Regions from separate parts of the Mus musculus genome. Here region 2 is linked to region 1. A link is a contact called in public Micro-C data. All regions are on one chromosome and are shown on one strand. The core of a region is the stretch at or near the end of the contact, and the rest is flanking DNA. Distances in the headings are between cores, read along the strand shown.

The links. Hi-C and Micro-C count contacts between places; a contact is called where the count stands out from the background.
Region 2: a Micro-C map of trophoblast stem cells shows a contact between it and region 1, with 2.1 times the contacts expected there. The contact joins the promoter of Mex3b here to the enhancer-like site in region 1. A contact is called at or near these places in 2 of 39 promoter capture datasets (the C10 cell line and pre-B cells), 1 of 15 datasets of contacts at CTCF or cohesin (the NIH/3T3 cell line), 11 of 484 Hi-C or Micro-C datasets (the C10 cell line, the C2C12 cell line, bone marrow-derived macrophages and 6 more) and 7 of 115 datasets of contacts at active chromatin or transcription factors (the 3134 cell line, the SCID.adh cell line, embryonic stem cells and 2 more).

The regions. Positions count from the first base shown.
Region 1 is chr7:82,821,252-82,824,452 of GRCm38.p6, reverse strand. Gm29796 (a long non-coding RNA gene) reads right to left here. Exons shown (of 3, transcript XR_378297.3): 3 at 1,033-1,273. Among named protein-coding and RNA genes, the nearest start is that of Gm29796, 12 kb to the right of the region's middle. Within about 2 kb of position 1,627, at least 29 of the 459 cell types and tissues checked have an H3K27ac peak or open chromatin away from gene starts, as enhancers often do. A contact at or near this core is called in the C2C12 cell line and trophoblast stem cells, where this site is marked.
Region 2 is chr7:82,865,972-82,869,340 of GRCm38.p6, reverse strand. It overlaps Mex3b (mex3 RNA binding family member B), which reads right to left and starts at 2,008. Exons shown (of 2, transcript NM_175366.3): 1 at 1,414-2,008; 2 at 1-585. The coding sequence starts at 1,690. It overlaps Gm36584 (a long non-coding RNA gene), which reads left to right and starts at 2,045. Exons shown (of 5, transcript XR_003946820.1): 1 at 2,045-3,369.

The sequences.
Region 1 (3,201 bases), core at 378-2,877:
GGTGGGGGGTCTGGTTGGTTGATATTGTTGTTCTTCCTATGGGGTTGCAAACCCCTCCAACTCCTTCAGTCCTTTCTCTAATTCCTCTATTGGAGACGTGGTGCTCAGTCCAATGGTTGGCTGTGAGCGTTCACCTCTGTATTTGTAAAGCTCTGACAGGGCCTCTCAGGAGACAGCCATATCAGACTCTTTCAGCATGCACTTCTTGGCATCCACAATAGTGTCTAGGTTTGGTAACTGAACATGGACTGGATCCCCAGGTGAGATAGTTTCTATATGGCCTTTTCTTCAGTCTCTGCTCTACACTTTATCTCCATATTTGCTCCTGTGTGTATTCTGTTCCCCTTCTAAGAAGGATTGAAGCACCCACACTTTGGTCTTCCTTCTTCTTGAGCTTCATGTGATCTGTGAATTGTATCTTGGGTATTTGGAGCTGTTGGGCTAATGTCCACTTATCAGTGAGTGTATACCATGTGTGTTCTTTTGCAATTGGGTTACCTTACTCCGGATATTTTCTAGTTCCATCCATTTGCCTAAGAATTTCATGAATTCATCATTTTTAATAGCTAAGTAGTACTCCATTGTATAAATGTACCACATTTTCTGTATCCATTCCTCTATTGAGGGACATCTGGGTTCTTTTCAGCTTCTGCCTATTATAAATAAGGCTGCTATGAACATTGTAGAGCATGTGTCCTTGTTACATGTTGGAGCATCTTCTGGGTATAGTCCCAGGAGTGGTATTGCTGGGTCCTCAGGTAGTACTATGCCCAATTTTCTGAGGAAGCCACCAGAGTGGTTGTACCAGCTTGCAATCCTACCAGCAATGGAGGAGTGTTCCTCTTCCTCCACATCCTCGCCAGCATCTGCTGTTGCCTGAGTTTTTGATCTTAAACATTCTCACTGGTGTGAGGTGGAATCTCAAGGTCATTTTGATTTGCATTTCCCTGATGACTAGGGATGTTGACTATTTCTTTAGGTGCTTCTCAGCCACTTGAGTTTCCTCAGTTGAGAATTCTCTGTTTAGCTCTGTTCGCATTGTTTGTTTTTAACCATGCCAGTTTGAACAATTCATAGGGTGACCCTCTGACTCAGTTTCCACACCTATGAACCTATATAGGATCATGACATCAGCATGCTTGAGCTATAGGATGCTTGAAACTGCTGCCTCTTCCTTCTGTCCATTCCCCGCCTTTCTTGAAGGTTGCTCATCATACACTCCTTTTTCTCTCCATGTCTGTGTTATTTAAGCATCCAAATAAACTTCAAGTGTCTAATCAGAAAAGGAGTGAAAGAGACAGAGACAACAGGCCGGGTCAGAAAACCCTATACTGTGACAAGGAAACAACTAGCTCCTTGCTCTCCTTGTCTGCAGGGCTGGAGAGATAGAAAGGACTGAAATGGTGCCAGTCACCTGGAGTTCGGACAGAGTCAGACACACCTGGCACCGATCCCCAGGGAGCCCTAGAGGGATGACACCCTAAAGGACTAAACCAAGTAGAAGAAAAGGTGCAACAAGAGTGAAGACTTGTCCCCCTCCATGGCAACACCCCCCCCCCCACCCCCAGGTTCTGTCCTCATGGCTGCATTTCTCAACTTCAAGCCAGGCTGGTGGCACTCTGTGCTGCTCTGGCCCTTCCTTCCCCTTTTCCATCTCTCTCCCACCACAGGCTCTGTAAGAGGGGAGGGATTCTCAGGGTCTTGGCAGCTCATCTGCTCTCTTTCTCTTCTTGCTCTGGTCAATTCTTATGACATCATCCAGGCTCTCCGGCTCTCACACCACTCCCAGATTCCTCACTCCAGCTGTGACATTTTTCTTGTGTGACACACACAGAGCATCCCTAGAGAAACTCAGGAGCAAATGTAGGGAGATAGGGAGCCACAAAAGGAGAGGGAGGTGTGTGTGTGTATGTGTGTGTGTCTCTGTGTGTGTGCGTGTTTATGGAATGTGTGTTGTATGTGTGTGTGGTATGTATGTGTGAGTGTGTATGGTGTACATGTGTGTGTGTGTTTATAGTGTATGTGTGGTGTGCACATGTGTGTGTATTTATGGAGTGTGTATGGTGTTTGTGCGTAATGTGTGTGGTGTGCATGTGTTTGTGTGTGGGTGTTAGTGTGTGTGGTGTGCACATATGTGTGTATTTATGGAGCATGTGTGGTGTGTATGTGTGTGTTAATGGAGTGTGTAATGTGGTGTGTGTGTGTGTGTGCATGTGATGTGTGTGTGTGTGTGTGTGTGAGTGAGTGTATGTGGTGTGTGTCTCTGTATGTGTGGTATGTCTCTGTGTGTATGTCTCCGTGTCCCTGTCACTTCTCTGTGCCTCTGTGTATCTATGCCTATGTGCCTGTGCATGCATATGTAGCTTTCACATGTTAAAACAAAAGAAAACAAAAATGAAGAACAATGTCTTGGAGGGAAAATTTGCAGTGGATAAGGAAGACCAAGAAGTGATGTCTTACACATACAGCCCTCATAAAAGCAGTCCTGAAAAGCACTAAGGCACTGGGAATTAATTAAGAGGCAAGTGATGGTCCGAAAACTCACCACAGTGAGTGAAAACACAATTAGTACACAACACAGCCAAACGTTCAGCTCATTGGGAACGAATAGCAACTAAAGCTCAGGGAGAGGAGTACAACCAGAGGTAAAGTAAGGTCTCTGTTAAGGAGAGGCTGCTGTGTGGAGGAGAGCTGGGGGTGGGGAAGGGGCTGTCCTGGTGTTCCAGCACTGTCTGTGAGATTAGATTCCTGCACCCTTAGCCTAGCAAAGCTACCTGCGCTTTGCCACCACCTTGTGCTGGGCCCTTTCCACTGGAGATCTTGGAAGGGATGTGTACTGATGTGAGATAAATAATCAAGACCTTCCCACCTGCCAGTCCTGCTTTCTGGGAAGCTCACCTTAGCCCTGGGGGCCACTTATATGCAATGAAGAAGAAGCACTTAGAGGCCTCTAAACGGCCTCTGCAATCCAGGACATTCTACATTGATCATTAGTCCAATGGTAAAAAGCTGAAAAGACCTCCCCGTACCCTCCATCTGTGAGCTTCCACGTTTCATTTATCAGATTCCATGGGTCTTTCAGAAAACATCCATCTTTCTCCTAAAATGTTTTTCCTTTCAGTAACGTATTTATAATAATATTAAAACATAAGTCTATGCTAAATATCTGTGAGATTCAGCATTGACCCTACAGGTCCCAGC
Region 2 (3,369 bases), core at 759-3,258, 45 kb before region 1:
AGGGCTTGCGGCCAGGTGTAGGAGTGATGCTTGGGGTGGGCTTGCTCCAGAGGCTGCCCGGCCCGGACCCGCCGGACCCGTGATGCAGATCAAAGCCCACGTCTGTGCCATTGGCATGGAAGTCGTTCTCGTCTGTCAGCTCGATGATGCCACCGGTGCGCAGCGCGATGTGAGCTTCGATCTCCTCTCTAGCGCGATCCACGTTCTCTGGCATGCCAGTCACCTCGAAAACTGGCTCCTTGTCTCGGCTGGGTGTCACAATATATGTATGTGTCTGCTGTTGAATGCGCTTGATCGTGGCGCCCTTTGGACCCACCACGAGCCCTACCACGCGGTATGGCACCCTCACTTGGATAGTGGTCTGTCCCGGCAGGTTGGGCGGTCCGGGCACAGCTCCGTTGAGAGCCGTGTTCTTGTTACGAGAGGCTCGGATCATGGAGAAGTGCTCTGCGGCAGAGATGATCTCCCTCCGAGCCATAGCCACATCCTCCTTCCTGCCCGTCACAACAAAGACAGGCTCCTCCCCGCGAACTGGGGTCTTGATGTAAGTGTTGGTCTTCGCCCTCAAAGCTTTGATTTTACAACCTGGAAGCCAGGGTTCAAGGGAGGGAGTAGGAGAAATAGAGAAAGAGACACGCCCATTATCCCAGGATAACCGCGGAGACCCGGGACAGCCCGCGCCCAAGGCAGCTGGGCAGCAGAACACGCGACCAGAGAAAGGGGGCGTCTCCCTCGCTGACCCCGAACCGCGCTAGGAGCTGGACCGCCGGTTCTGTCCTCGAAACGCTCGAGGAATAAATAGCCCATTGGCTGCCTGGCCCTCCCCCGGTAACTGCAGTCGTCCCAAGCAAAGCGCAGAACCCCAGAAAAGTCATCTAGGGGGATGCTGCTGGTATCCAACTGAGCACACTGATTGCCTTGAAGACCAGGGGCTCCCGGGAAGCCGCGATCCCTAGACTCTGGAGGACTAGGGGTGGGGTTAAGAGAATGGCAGTCCTGGGACCCATTGTTCCTTCCCTGGACTCTATTCCATTCCGCTTTGCAGAAATCCCGAATCCTCATCCCTTCGGACGACCCCCCCCCATACTGCCCCCTCCCAAAGGACCACCAGAGGTCCCCTCCCCCAGTATATTATATTTTAAACATCTTTCCTAGAGTGGACTAAGTCTGGAGCACTAGAGGAAAAGGCAGTGATTTTAGCAGGAGAAAGTGCATCCCGCCGCGGCACTGGCGCCGCTGTGGAAGACAGCCTGCCTGCACTTTCTTTGTCTAGTGCGCCGGCCCATCGCGCGGCTCTTCCTCCCTCCCCAAGGCTCCCCCGCGCCACAGCTCCCGTTCCTGCACCCGCCCTCACAGTGAGGCGGTGGCGGAGATCCTACACACCCCTCCGGTCCCCATCCCTGCCGGACCCACCTTGCCTCCCTACGATCTCCGCGACGTGTTCGGAACTGGGTACCGGCACGCACTCGGTCATGTTCACGCTCTTCTTGCGCGGTTCGCTGTCGTACAAAGAGGCGCCCTCATCACTGTCCAGTCCCAACAGGGAGAGCTGATCGAGCGCAAGCTGCAGGGCTCTTTGGTCATCCAGAGTCTCTCCCCCGCCGCTGCCACCGCCGCCTCCCCCGCCGCCGCCTCCCCCGCCGCCGCCGCTGCCGTTGCGCTCCAGGTCTGCAAACAGCGAGCTGGGCATCGCTCCGCCGTGCGCGCCGCGCCCCAGCCGGCTCTCTGCTCGGCAGCTAGAAGGTGCAGCCACAAAGGCAGCCGGGAAGCCGGCAGTCAGGGGCGGGGAGGCCGGTCGGCTGCGGAGGGCTCCGTGGCTCGTTTTTCGGCGCTCGGAGGAGTGGGTCTCTGCGTGCAATCCGCACCGGGCAGTGGCTGCAAGAGCCCCCGCCTGGGTCCCCACCCCAGATCTGCTGGCGGTTGGGGTGGGGGCAGAGCTCGAGCGGCGGCCGCGCGTGCCCCCCGAGTGCCCGGCTGGCTGGCCACAATGCCGAGCGCAAAGCGAACAGGCGAGCGACAGCAGCGTTTCTTTAAGGAGCCCCTCCCCGGCTCCTCCACTCCCTCCCTCCCTCCCTCCCGCCCGCCCTCACTCAGCGCTTTTTCCTCCTCTCCTACCCGCCTCTTGACTGAGCCTCTGCAGCCAGACGGCTCCGGAGGGGGACGAGGGAGGCGCAACGTCACCGGCGGGAGCTGACACTACAATGCTACTGACACTATCGCTGGGGGAGGCGATTGGCGCGCGCCAGGCCGGGGGCGGGCGGAGGCCGGGGCTGAGAGAGCGGAGCCAGCGCCACCCCCATCGAGCTCGCCGCAGCCCGCCCCGGCCTCCTCCCGGCCGCGCCCCTCCCCCGCCGCCGCCGCGAACGCCTCTCTTTGTTGTCTAATGCGGGACCGGCTGGCTCGGGACATTTATATGTACCTATCAGCCGAGGACAACCACTGTCCTCAAGTCTCTTTCCTCTCCAGGTTGAGAAGAAAAGGCGCCCAACTGTGATGCCAGCCGCCAAGCTCCAAAGAGCGGTCCTTCTAAAGTCCCGTTACTGCCCCCAAATAAAGCATCCCTGGAGCCGACGCGACCACTAGGTGGACGGTATACTGTACAAGGTATCTGTACCACAGGGCGGCCCAACCCTGGGACGCGGAACCAAAGGCTCGAGATCCTGGGCCCCATTGGTATTGTGACTGCTGGGCGCGAGCTGCCCACCTGCGCGGGAGCGCACGCCACACAAAAGACACGCCCGCCCACACTGCCACTCGCGCGCGCGCTCACATTTCCGTCCCCTTGGGTAGCACTTTGCCCAAGTGGCCCTGAAAGAACGAATGCCAAAACCAGAAACCGGTTGCAGAAAGGGCCCGACCCGCACCGCTGCAGGTGACCTCTAGGGTCCCGCACATGCCTGGCGCGCGGACTGAGACCCCGCGGGCTCCCACACGCGCACGAGCGCCGCGCGCCCACTGCCGGGACGCCAGCCCTACACTGCCCGGGAACAGTGAGGGCGTGCGCGCCCGCCGCTCCCAGGCCCGCCCCTCCCTGCGGTCAGGCATGCGCAGTGCCTGAGAGGAGCCCAGAGCGCGCCGGCCCCGCCCTCCGCCCAGCCCGGCCCCGCCGGGAGGTGTGTGGTCGGGCCTGGCGCTCTTTGTGCGCTTCTCGGGTTGGGGGAGGCGGCGGAGGAAGGGTGCGACAGGACTAGCGGGCGGCCAAGGCGAACTGCGCCCCCTCCTGGCTTCTCCACCGATAGCCTCCGAGCGCAAGCGAAAAGAAAGGAGGTTTTGAGGGGCGGGCCGGGGCGGGGTTCGGGCCTCGGCGCATCTCCCTCCTGCGAGAGGAGGACGCCCCTTCCCTGCTCAAAGCGCATCCGCTTCTCCGTC